3 separate regions of the Mus musculus genome follow, and regions 2 and 3 are each linked to region 1. Evidence: chromatin contacts called from public Micro-C and promoter capture Hi-C data. All regions are on one chromosome and are shown on one strand. The core of a region is the stretch at or near the end of the contact, and the rest is flanking DNA. Distances in the headings are between cores, read along the strand shown.

Region 1 (4,301 bases), core at 894-3,393:
ACTCAGAGATCAGTTTGCCTCTACCTCCCAAGTGCTGGGATTAAAGGTGTGCACCACCACGCCCGGCCAAAAAAAATGCTTTGTGTTTATATGCTCATTCATTTATATGTAATAATAGTGATAAAAGACCTTGAGTTTGGGAGAGAAGAATGTGGTCAGACATGGGAGTGTAGGAGAGGGAGGGGAGAAATGAAGTTATTATTATATATCAATTTTAAGAACTATATGAAATTAAAAAAGTTATGTGTATTATTTCCTGGAAGTGGAGTTACAGGTGGCTTCCTAGTCTTCTGCAAGAGTAGTCATCTCTTCAACCTCTCTTTGGCTTTCCTTTTTAATTTACTGTTGCTGATCCCTGATAGTTTTTATATGGTTTTCATTCAAAAACCTTCTATTACCATGTGATATGTATAGGTGCTTCATGTAATTTTGGCTTTTTTGTGGTGTTTAAGACTGAACTCAAGCTGGGCGGGGTGGCACACGCCTTTAATCCTAGCACTTGGGAGGCAGAGGCAGAGGCAGAGGCAGAGGCAGGCGGATTTTTGAGTTCGAGGCCAGCTCTGTCTACAGAGTGAGTTCCAGGACAGCCAGAGCTATACAGAGAAACCCTGCCTCAAAAAAATCAAAAGGACTGAACTCACTGCTAGGACATTAGGCAAGTACTCTATAAACTGAGCTACATTTTCAGTCCCTTCCTACTTTTTATTCTCTAAACAGTCACCTATCTTTGGTTGTATAAATTAAGTCTCTACAAGATTCTTTATTCCAGATTTCTTGAAGTCAACCAGCCAGGATTCAGGTCCAGGGCTTCATCTTCAAAGTCCAACCCAGTTTCCCAAATCGGGACAACTGACCTATGCTCTGATATCTAACAAAATTAAGGAACACTTGGGACTGGGGTTGGAGAGATGGCTCAGCAGTTAAGAGCACTGGTGGTTCTTCTAGAGTATCTGGGTTCAATTCCCAGCACCCACGACGTGGCAGCTCACAACTGTTTGAAACTCCAGTTCCAGGGGATCTGACCTCATCCAGGTATACATGCAGGTAAAACACCAATGTACATAAAATATAAATAAATCAATCACTAGAGAGGGGAAGAATATTCTTGAGACTATTTCTAGTTTTTATGAAAATATTTTCAAGATCATTCGATGAGGGAAAAAATATGGTTTGACACAAAGTATAGAGAAATCAAATTTACCTAAAATGCCCGTTGACACAAAGAAGATTATTCCTGCAGCTATCCAGCTCCCTAGGAATCCCACTAAAAGGTCCTTGAATCCCAAGTTACTAAGTTCAGTGAGTGAGGAAGCAGAGGGCAGTCCAAGAGCAGTACTTAGTCACTGTTTCAAAATTGTTTTATCAAAGTTGTTAGGTCAACTAGTGCTTAAAGCCCGTGTTGGGACGGGCTTCTGATTGGTCTTAGTAAAATTTAACTTTCATTCTTCCTGTAGTGAGTTCTTTGCCCCGAAAGCACATAATGAAAAACCAATGCCTTAGACACGTAGAATTCGTCTAGAATTAGTCTACCCAACTGGGTCTGGGTCTGTCTCATGCAAAATTGCTTTTGTTGAGGATTCAATGTTTGGACAGGGGCTCAGTTGTTAAGAACACTGGGGGTTCTTGCAGAGGACCCAGGTTTGGTTCCCAGCACTCACATGGCATTTCACAACTGTCTGCATCTCCAGTTACACGTGAACCTCAGTATGCATGAGACACACAGGGAGCAGACACAATACAGGCAAACCAGATAGATGTACCCTTAAAAAGGTTAGTTAGGACAAGGGGCGAACACATCAGGATTTTAACACCGGTCTGTCTGGGTTTCTAGAACACGCTCCTGCTAAACCTGAGGTCGTCCTCGGCTCCCACACCTGTGCGAACTCAACGTCGTTTAGGGTCCCGACTGGAGAACTCACTGGAAACCATAGGCTGCACAGCGCCGTGAGAGACTAACGCTGGCAGGAGGACGCCGCGCTTGCTGCCCCACTGCTCGCCGAGAGTACGCAGGCGCGCTCCAAGGCTCACCAGCGCGCCAAGGGGCCACGCAGCCGCAGTGGAGGCCTCGTGCTCCGTGAGCGGGGCGTGGACTGGGCGGAGTCAGCTCCCCCAGGCGCGCTGACGCAATGGCCGGCGGCGGAAGGGCGCGGACGCGCAGGCGCTCCCGGGGCTCGGACGATTGGGAGGCGGGGCTACGCTTGCGTGTTGCGAGGCCCGGCGGTGGCGGCTGGCGGCGGCGGCTGTGAGGGGTTCCCGGAAGATGGTGCTGATTAAGGAATTGTGAGTGGGTCGTTGGGCTCGAACGAGGTTCCGGAATGCGGGCTGGGGAGGATCGGTGGGCTCCGCGAGGAGGGCGCTCCCGGGTCGCAGTTGGCTCCTTCCTGGAGCCCCCAAGGCCCTGTGCGGCGCCGCCGCCCTCCGCAGTCAGCGCCAGGGTCGGCGGTGCGGCCGGGGCTCTCGGGGGAGCCGGGAATGCCGGGCGAAGGGTCGCCCGCAAGTTCGAGCCCGACCCACCTCAGGCTCAGTGAAGCCCACTCTAGATCATGCCCCTGCGGTCGCTCTCAGACCCCTCATCTCTAAGATGGGGAGACACCGGCCCCACCTGCTTCACTGGGTTCGGTGCGGGGTTAAACACATGGTGCTTAACACGGCAAATAAAGACTTTTCCCAAGTTCGTCGGACTGGTCCCGTCATTCTGTTGGGAAGTTGTGGCTTCCCCCTCTGCTTAGAGCCACGGACATCACAGGAAACCGTGGTGGCGGGGAATGTTCAGCTGTCATACCTGAGCCGGTGTCCCTTGTGCAATTTCAAGTGTGACCCATTTTGTTGTTGCTGTTCTTCCTCGGCCCTGGTTTAATTTCAGATTCTTAAAAGAAGCAAAAAAAAAAAAAGACGTTAAGTTAGCTGTCTAGATTCCTTGCCTGTATTAACGTCAACCTTGTAAAAATCACTAACAAGGTTTCTCTACTTAACACTGCCCAGATTCTATTTTCTGCTCATATGTAATTTTTTTTCCTTGCCCATTCCAGCATTACAAGACCCCTTGTTCCTCTGTCGCTCTGTATGTTGGCTTTCCTTCTCTTTCTGCTGACTCGAATGCTTTTTCCTCAAATCAGTAGCTCACCTTAAAGGTCTTGGGAAGTGTGTATTGTTTGTCTTTCTGACTGTTCGCCCTACATTGTGCAGGATACTCACTCTGATACCTCCATTTTTTTTGGATCAGTCTTTAGTACATAGCACATCTTCAGCCAGCATTTGGTGTTTTTAAAGATTTGCCTGTTTATATGTGTATTTAAGTGTTTGCCTGCGTGTGTGCATATGTGCTGCGTTCATACAGTGCTCTTGGAGGTAGTAGTAAGAGGGCATTAGGCATTGGATCCCCTGGAACTAGAGCAAGAAGTGAGCCACCGTCCATGGGCTGGAAACTGAACCCAGTTACTCAGAGCAGCAAGTCCTCTTAGCCGCAGAGCCATTTCTCCAGCCCTTCAGCAAACTCTTGTTAAATGAATTGGTGACGATTCTTTTTCACTTTTAGGAGAACACTTTTAATTACATTTGTATGGAGAGGGGTGTACAGGGTAGTACACCGAGTGCTTTTGGAGGTCAGGGGACAGCTTTCGAGTCAGTTCTCTACTCCTATTAGGGTCCTGCACCTGAAACTCCAGTCATGCCTTTGCCTGCTGGGCCATCTCTGGCCTGAAGAAGTACTACTTTTTTTTTTTTTTTAGTGACAGGGAGTCTGAAAAAAGGCTTACTTTCGCATTCTGCACACAGCAAAGATTTACACTTAAAACATAATCATACTACTGAACTTTGAGTTTATGAAAACTTTCTTCCAAGTAATTTTAACAATGTATCTTGTAAACATCACCTAACATTACTCTAGTGGCAGATATTAAAACAGGAGAATATGCGATAGACAGGAACTGACTTGTGCCAAGCTACCTAGGAAGAGAGATGCTAGACTGACTGCACATGAGGCATCTAGTGGCTTTTAATTTATTAGTTACTTCCTGTCTTCAGAATGTGAGTTAACTCTTGAGTTAACCCTCTCTGACAGTGTGTGTTTGTACCTCAGTACAGATGTCCCTAGAGGCCAGAGGATCCAGTTGGAGCTGGTGCTAGAAAATGAGCCGAGGCCCTCTCTGAGAGAGCAGTACCTCTTAGCCATCTCTCCAGTCCTGTGTTTTGCATACCTTTACTTTATGAAGGAAGGTAGCAAAGGCTAATGTGTATCTATCATTTAATTGTTTTCATCAGAGTCTCTCTTAGCTGTTTTTTTTCCTCCTCCTAGATTTAAG
Region 2 (4,301 bases), core at 1,201-3,700, 790 kb before region 1:
CTTTTCTATCATTTTTTGTCTGTATTTGGGTGAGGTAATTGCATAATAGAAATCTCTTAATAATTATAAGGTGGGTTTATTAAAAACATATGATGGAATTGAAATAATGATTATTGAATCAACTGAAAACTTAGAGAAATCTTTATGACAAATGGAATAGAAATCATGCAGTCTCCCCGGGGCACATAATTATTCTCAGAATGGTGCATAATGCACACTGACTGAGAAAGTAGCCCTTGCAAGAATGGATTAGGGAAGTTAATGAATACACACGGATATGAAGACATTAGTTCAGGAACTCATCTATGTAGATGCCAAAACCCGAAGTAGTTAGAAAATAGAAAAGGTTGGTCAAGATTCAACCAGATTTAGTGCCAGTGGAATAAATTTTATTATGGCAGTGATTGTTCGGGACAGAAATAAAGATATTGTCCTTGTAGATTTGGATAAAAGCTTGTGGTAGGTGTTTAAGACACAGTGCCAACCACAATGATCACAGAGATGTGCTTAATTATGAGCCTGTAAGTTTAAATATCTGCCTGGGGAAAATAAAGCATACGAGAGAGAAACTTACAGAGAAAACTGCAGAGAATTTTGATCTGGTTTCTTGGAACATGTTTGAGGAAATAAAATTGAAACTGTATGTTTTATGACTTTGAAATGAAATAAATACAGAGAAGCTTGAGGTATCCAGAGCCTTCTGTACAACAAGCTTGTGGTCACCTTCATTGTGCCAACACCACATCTACGTCCCTGGGGATTTAAAATCTGCAGGCGTTAGACTCCGGCAATTTCTTTTTTCTTCTTTCTTTTTAATTTTTAGAGACAGGGTTTCTCTGTGTAGCTCTAGCTGTTCAGGAACCCACTCTGTAGACCCGAGTGGCCTTAAACTCATGATTTCTCCTGCCTCTGCCTCCTTCAGCAAATCCTACCTGTGTGTGTCACTACACAGGCCACATTTTCTTTGACAGGAAGGAGAGACTTAGAAAAGAAGCAGTGTGGCTTTTATTCCCGCTGCTTCCACTGAGAAGTTGGATGTCTCTAAGCTACACAGAACACATTGGCTTGTGGAGAAGACAGTGTGGAAAAGAATGCCTGAACCAAGAGCCAAAGCCTCTACCCATTCCCCCGAATGTGAACAGATATGACATGGACATACACACACACACATATATACATAGAAACTGCACACTGTGAACATACAAACACACACATGTATCACATACACATAGCACACGTGGATAATCACAAGGACACAGCACATGTATGCATATATATGCACCCACATGCAGACACATCACATACTACTCATGTGCTTGTACATTATGAAGACATCCCACGTATATGCACACACATATACAACATGTAGAGACATATCAGACACACTTTGTACATGTGCACATTCATATACAAAGGAAAGTTACGAACGCAGAAACACATGTGTAACACAGACACAAGCACATATCCATGAACACATATGCAAACACATGGGCACATACACAGTGAACGCATAAACGTGCATGCTTATACATGATATATGTGTGCGCACACACACGAGATACATGCATGCACAAATACTCATGCTGAACCAAGAGCTACAAAGTCCCACAGACCTTGTCCTTCTATGAGCAGAGCCCACCACAAAGTAAGCTCCTCGGAAATGCTCCATCATTTATTCATTCCACAAATATTTGCTAAGTACCAGCTACGTGTCAGAAACCATTTCAGGCACTGTAGATTCAGTGGTAGCCAGGTATAAAGGAGAAGCTCACAGTCTGTGTGATTCAGGCTCACAGCCCAGGCTGTGTGACTTCTGCCATCTCTCCTCTGATCCCAGCAGTCTCATCTACAACTGTTTGTTTGGGGCTAAATTAGAGATGGAGGGGCAGGTGTTTGTTGTTTTTCTTCTGGCTGAGCGTGCACCTGAACTCTGAGGACTTGGGACACCTGGTCAAGATTTGTGTTTCCTTTATTTGTTTGGCCTGATGCTACAATAGGATCGCTCAATCTACAGCCTACTCTACTCTCCTTTCTTATCCTTTGGTCCCAGAAGAGGGCAACCAATCAGGTTAGGTTTGACAAGGAGCGGTGGGCAGGCAAATCTAGGTGGCTCTGACTCATTACTGCACAAAGGCACCTCACCACACCCCAGCGTGCACCCCACAGCACAGTCCTGACCGGCGTTCCCTAAGGCTTCGTGTTCCTAGGGGTCAAGTCTGGGTTTTGTCCCCTAAAATAAGCCCAGGCGCGGAGGGCGGTCTGAAGCTCGGAGTGGTGCCGCGCCCTGGGCCTCGCTCCACGTGGGCCTATCCTGGCCAGGGGTGGCGCGCGGGATCGGTTTGGGGCGGCGGGCGGGGCAGCGGGCGCCGCGTGCATGCTGATGAGCGCAGGCCGCGTCACTGCGCACCGGCGCCGTGGTTTCGGGGCGCGCAGGAGCGGGGCGCGCAGGAGCCGAGCGCACAGGAGCGGGGCGCGCAGGAGCGATCGGGGCGCGCAGGAGCGGGACGCAGCAGCTAAGGCCTCGCGCTGCCTCCCGGCCCAGGAAGCTCCCGGCGGGCGGGCCCTGCTGACTATGCGGGCGGCGCCCTGTACCCGCATCCCCGGACGGTTTCTGCGCGCTGAAGAAGGGCGGGTCGCGGCGGCCTGGCTCGTGGAGCCCGCGCGGTGGTGCTGAAAGAACAGCTCCCGCCCTTGCCCAGCCCATGGTCCCCACCGCGGCCGGCCGCTCCCAGGCTCCTGCGGCCCCGGGGCCCCGGGGATGCCCGGCGGGTGAGGCGGCCCCGTCCGAGCCGCGCTCATGGCGGTGGCCAGGAAGATCAAAACTTTGCTGACGGTCAACATCCTGGTGTTCGTGGGCATCATTCTCTTCTCGGTGTACTGCCGCCTGCAGGACCGTTCTGAGGCGCTGGTGCAGGTCGTGCGAGGCACCGACCGCCGGATGCGCAATCGGCTATCCAAGGCGAGTGCTCTGGCCGACCGTGAGGCCATCCTACAGCGCCTGGACCATCTGGAGGAGGTGGTCTACAACCAGCTGAATGGTGAGCCGCGGGATGGAGGGGAGGCAGGGTCCCGTGTTAGGACACTACTCTATCCAGGAGTGGCTGTCCACACCCATCCCACAATATCTTCCAGGGTCCCGAGTGGAAGCTACCCTGGGTCCTGTAGAGGAAATGCTGGAGGCCTTCATTGGCAGAGGGCGGCGGTAATAGAGCGACTGCATTATCTACTCATCCTGTGAACACTTGGGAACTGTCCCTTGCCTCCCGCATAATGCCTCCAAAGTTACTACCCAAGAGAACTCTAACTTCTCAAGGAAGAGCCTCTGAGGAGTTGGCAGAAGGGTAGTGAGGGGCTCAGGCAATACCTAGATCCACAGTGAGGGAGGTCCAGACCGTGCCTAGGTTCACATTCAGGAACCAGAGGTACCTTACAAAGCTGTGAGGGTGAAGGTGACACCGAGGTTCCCTGCAAGGACCCAGAGAGCCTTTCCAAGCTGTGGGTTTAGACCGGACTCACTCCTCTCCCTGGAGATACGGAAGGAGGGGGTGATTACTGCCCATCTAAAAGTGATTGATCCCATCTTCCTCTGCATGGCACAGTGCGTGTCTTGTCTATTACAGTGTGACCTCTGGCCTGGAGAGCCACCTTTCAAGGATGCTCAGGGCTCCTGCAGAAAGTTCTGTTGTGGGAGAAACGGAAGGCACCACTGGTGCTGTGTGGAGAGATGGAGTCAAGTGTCCAGCAGAACTGGGTAGGAGCGGAGTGTTCACGTGGACTGAGGTCAGGGTGCCTGGGAACCTCTGAGGCACCAAAGTTTCTGCTTCTGGTGACCTCTTTGCTTTTCTGTGAGGAAAAGAGGGAACTCAGCATCTTTGTCACAGCAGGTCACAGTGGATGGTTGTAGCTGTTGGGAATGGAATATTTTACATTTTGGGTGTAGGATGAATGCACCAGCTCTGTCCCCAAGGACAGCTTTGTTAGGCTTCAGGAAGGAGACAATTGGTGCATGCCTGCAGCTCCAGCAGGCTTCTGTTCTGCGAAACAGCCCCAGCAAACCTCTTTCTGCAAGTGCTAGGAACTGGCTTCACTAGGCAGTGACTAGGTTGGGTGGGCATCTTCATCAGGGCTCAGGTCAAAAGTTTTAAGGGTCACTGGGGTCTCCTGAGAGAACTGGGTTCCAGGCAAGTGCCATCTGGGTTCCAGGTGGCTCGGGTATCCTCAGATAACAACCCCCCCCCAGCAGCTCCTGGACCCCCTAGCCATCCTGACCAGCCCTGTGGCTTCTCCATCAGCCACTCAGC
Region 3 (4,301 bases), core at 547-3,046, 630 kb before region 1:
TCCTTATTTCTAAAAAGATAACTACTTTCTATTTTCCTTTTTCACCTCAGCCCAGGATTTTGCTTTTTCTCATCACTGGGTTTAGTCTGTTCAGAAGCAATTACACCCTGACTTCATTCTCTATCTCTCCTACTTCATGATTTCCCTCACTCCAAATCATCATTTATATCATTCTATTACTTGTTTGGTTCTGTATTTTTTTGAGACTGGGTTTCTCCAAGTAGCCCTGGCTACCTGGAACTCATTCTATAGACCAGCTAGCCTCTAACTCAGAGAGCCTCCTGCCTCTGCCTCCCTAGTGCTGGGACTAAAGGTGTGCTCCACCACTGCCTGGCTGTACTGTCACTTATTAAAAACTCCACAGTTGTTGAGTGGACCCCATGTTTGCCTGTGCTACTACCCATGAGCATACTCTGAATTCTTGCAAAAAAAAAAAAAAAATGTCTGACTTGGCCATGCACGTTACTGCCACATCTGATAGCATGCTGTTCTCAGCCCTGACATCCCCTAAAGCTTACTTTATTAAAGATAACCAAGAAAAGTGACTCTCACTGGGGATTTGCTGCCTCTATTTGAGTGTCTTATTAATGTAGTTGTGCTCACTGAAAACAAGGACACTCCGAACATTCTCAAGAACACAGCTTTTACTGGGCAGTGGTGGTGCACGCCTTTAATCCCACCACTTGGGAGGCAGAGGCAGGTAAATTTTTGAGTTCGAGGTCAGCCTGGTCTACAGAGTGAGTTCTAGGACAGCCAGGGCTACACAGAGAAACCCTGTCTCCAAAAACAACAACAACAAAAACAAACAAACAAAAAGAAGAACACAGACTTTCTACACTTGATCTTAGCCAAAAGGCCGAGAATCGATGAACACAGACTTTCTATTCTCAACAGAATGCCTAGAGTCAGCTATAGGAAGGTACTGATCATAGCCCAGGCATCTGACTCCCAACCAGCACACAGTCCTTGGAGCAGTGACTATGCCAGGTGAGCCACATGCTGCTTCTAACCCATGCACATACCTGCTGGCCTTGAGCTTCACTGCTGCTGGTCGGGCTGACGGAGGAGGTGAAGCAAAGACTTCCTCCATGAGTTTCCGAGTCACTTTTTTCTTACACAGTAATTCAGCTTCATGGCGAGTGATTTTATTTTCTAGCCCAATGAGATCAAATATAGAAAGGTCGGTTTCCTAAGAAGAAACAGAAATAAAAAAAGAAGAAAACGTTCTGTAATAGGTGGCAGAGGAAAACACTTGACCAAGAGGCAAAATCTGCTACAAGGCAGGAATCAACTGAAGAGGCTGTTTTATATGGTGTGGTAAGCCTTCTGATGCTCAGGACAGATCTCCTTTCACAGGGGGACAACAGCTATCTGGGCCCTCCTTAGCATCATGTGACAACCTGGAGTGGCAGAGGAGCAGATGCAACCAACCAGTCATCATTTGAACAGTGCAGGAATAAACAGCAGTCTTCCCCAAGAAAAAGGAGGGCAGGTGTTGGCTCTATGTGCTAGTCACACATGCTAGTCACTGTGTGGTGGTGATCCCTGTATCACTCATTGTGTAGACACTACTTACTACTAAAGGGCATCAGTCATGACCATGACAGTGGCAAAAGCAAGTGTCTTGCTTTCCACAGCACCACTAATATTTATTTCTCAGAACTTGAGAAAACAAGAAAAGCAGCATCACACTGAAAAGAATGAAAGAGAGGAAGTGAGTCACAGATGCCCTTGTGCTGCTAGGGCAAGTCAGGTGGTTCAACAGCAGTGGGATAGTTGGCAGCTCCTTTAAAAAGTAGACGAAGTGGCTACATTAGCCAGCAACTCCACTTGAAGTGCACTCACAAAAACAGGAAACCCCAAACTGTAGGAGTGTTCATCAGCTATACTAACAATAGTCACAAGTGGAAACCACCTAGGTATGCATCAACTGACCAAAGGATAAACAAAGCATGGTCTTTCACAGCAGAATGTTATCTAGCCCTTCAAAGGAATGACATCCTGATATATCACAATGAGAATGAAAATATTCTAAGTGTAAGACTCCAAATACAGTTCTGTGAGCTGCCCAAAACAGGGAGGTCCACAGATACAGTGACTCGACAGGAAGAGCTAGAGCAGCAGTTCTTAATCTGTGTGCTGCAACCCCTTGGAAGGAGCAGGGGACACCAAATGACCCTTTCACAGGGGTTGCCTAAGACCATTGGAAAACAGATATTTATATTATGACTATATTATAGTACCAAAACTACAGTTATGAAATAGTAACAAAAACAATTTTATAGTTGGGATCACCACGGCAATGAGGAAGTTTACTAAAGAGCCGTAGCATTAGGAAGGTTGAGAACTACTAAGCTAGAAAGAGGGATTGGGAAAAGATCCACACAACTATGTGGATTGTATCTAAACAGTACTAGAAATTCTAAACTATCTTTCTAAATCTTCTACTTACCTTCCAGAACTCTCTCTCCAGAACTCTGAGAATTAGAGAGGCTGACTTATACTGCAGAGAGCCTGCTGCAAAGGAGGAGCCTGGTACCCGTGGCTCTACTAGTCCAGGATGGTTGCAGATTCGCTGTAGCCGTGTCAGAACACTCAAGACACTGACAAAATGTCCACTCTTCAGAGCTTCCTGAGTCCTGCTCATGAAGAAGCAGCAGAAAGTTCAGTGTGTGTTCATCATGCAGCCTCACCATGACTTTCCTCATCTCCAAAAACACCAAAACTAGCGACATGTCCCAAGACTGGGTTCACAAATTTGTATTTGTAAATTTATTATTAACATTCAAGTCTAACAGATTTTACTGAGTCACTCCAGAGAGCCAGATTTGGGTATAGACCAAATCTCGGGTGCTACACCTTCTCAAGAGGCAGGGTTGTTCCTTTTATAAAAGGACCATGTTTCAGAAACATCAGGATAAAGTGCCCTAACAGACAAATAGAAGCATCCAAAGTGTGTGAAAGGAATCTAGTCCCAGAAAGTGGGACAAGAGCATACCAGAAAGCACACCCCCTGATCCCATAAGGAAAGTGCACAGTGGTAGATGAGATGCCAAGTAGGCCACAGGCCAGACCCTGCTGCAATATCTGACAGAGACCCACAAGGCACACCAGGCTCAGGAAGCTGCAGTATGGAGTAGAGATCTTGAGTGAGAAAGCAGACCACAGCAAGGCATGTCCAGCACCCTAAGGCAGGTAGTGAAGACTGATATCAGGAGCACTTGAGAGTCATGGTGAAATGACTACAGGTTCTAAACCCAAACAACTGATCTAGAGGCTGCCTATAAAGAACCAGGCTCAGGAAGCCTGAGATCCTTGTGGGAAACGCCAGCTTAGTTATGCCAGGGACAACTCAGGTATGTAACAGAGAAAGGGGGGATACTGAGAAGCACTGCCAGGAGGGGATGCCACAGGAAACCTAGCTTGGATAACAGGAAAGCCAAACACAGCCAGCTCTTAGCCCTGTGATAAGGTTCCCTGATCAGGGCAGAGCACAAGAACTAAGTAAGACGCTATCCATCTAGCTTAAGAGAATAGACATGGAATCGAACTTAGACAACAGATATTTTTAAAGTTACCATGTTTGGCTTTGAGTGGGCTAAAACTAAGATTTACTTCCCTGAGTCTAAGAATAATGGACATTTCCAAAGAAAGGGTGGAGGTGAAGGGGGTGCAAGTGGAAGCAGGTGGGAACAGAAAGTAACCTCCCCCTGAGAGCCATAATTAGTATTCCTATGCATCTGGAGAGTGCAATGTAGAAATGAGGTTTATAAATCAGGTTTATAAATGGTGTCCAGAAACCTGGTTCCCAAGTGCAAAAATGGGGCCAAGGTGCACAAAGTCATAACACATTAGCTCTTGAATTGTGGCTCAGAGAAAAGGGGGAAAAAAAACATGAAAAGGTCTCACTGCCATTCTACTCAGAGCAGGAATCACAGAACCAACAAAGATCATTAAGACAAGGTGTGCCGGATCCAAAGTCATGACCTCTCACATCTCCACAACATATGACATCACTTCCAAGCACAAGTACCTCACTACTCTGTGGCACTGGCATAGTCACAGATGAACAAGTTCCATTCCCTAAACAATGACTTGTCAGAGCTCCTGCTTAAAGGACAACTGTGGTGGTTTGAATGGGTTCGGCCACCACAGAGTCAATGCCTGGTCATAGGGAGTGGTGCTATTAGGAGATGTGGCTTTTTTGGAGTAGATGTGACCTTGTTGGAGGAAGTGCCTCACTGTGTAGGCAGGCATTAAGGTCTCCTATGCTCAAGCTCCACCCAGACAGAACTAGAGTT

The links. Promoter capture Hi-C pulls out the DNA fragments that hold promoters and counts their contacts. A called contact is a pair of places that touch in the nucleus more often than the background predicts.
Region 2: a Micro-C map of embryonic stem cells shows a contact between it and region 1, with 4 times the contacts expected there. The contact joins the promoter of Galnt9 here to the promoter of Pitpnb in region 1.
Region 3: a promoter capture Hi-C map of the C10 cell line shows a contact between it and region 1, with 4 times the contacts expected there. The contact joins the enhancer-like site here to the promoter of Pitpnb in region 1. A contact is called at or near these places in 6 of 39 promoter capture datasets (the C10 cell line, the HPC-7 cell line, cranial neural crest and 3 more), 3 of 115 datasets of contacts at active chromatin or transcription factors (bone marrow-derived macrophages, embryonic midbrain and large pre-B cells) and 1 of 9 other capture datasets (embryonic stem cells).

The regions. Positions count from the first base shown.
Region 1 is chr5:111,328,554-111,332,854 of GRCm38.p6, forward strand. It overlaps Pitpnb (phosphatidylinositol transfer protein, beta), which reads left to right and starts at 2,144. Exons shown (of 12, transcript NM_019640.5): 1 at 2,144-2,280. The coding sequence starts at 2,261.
Region 2 is chr5:110,541,905-110,546,205 of GRCm38.p6, forward strand. Galnt9 (polypeptide N-acetylgalactosaminyltransferase 9) reads left to right here and starts at 2,451. Exons shown (of 11, transcript NM_198306.3): 1 at 2,451-3,038. The coding sequence starts at 2,798.
Region 3 is chr5:110,702,430-110,706,730 of GRCm38.p6, forward strand. Ep400 (E1A binding protein p400) reads right to left here. Exons shown (of 52, transcript NM_029337.2): 20 at 2,453-2,639; 21 at 1,023-1,189. It also overlaps the pseudogene Gm52847. Among named protein-coding and RNA genes, the nearest start is that of Gm22716, 27 kb to the left of the region's middle. Within about 2 kb of position 1,797, at least 42 of the 459 cell types and tissues checked have an H3K27ac peak or open chromatin away from gene starts, as enhancers often do. A contact at or near this core is called in the HPC-7 cell line, where this site is marked.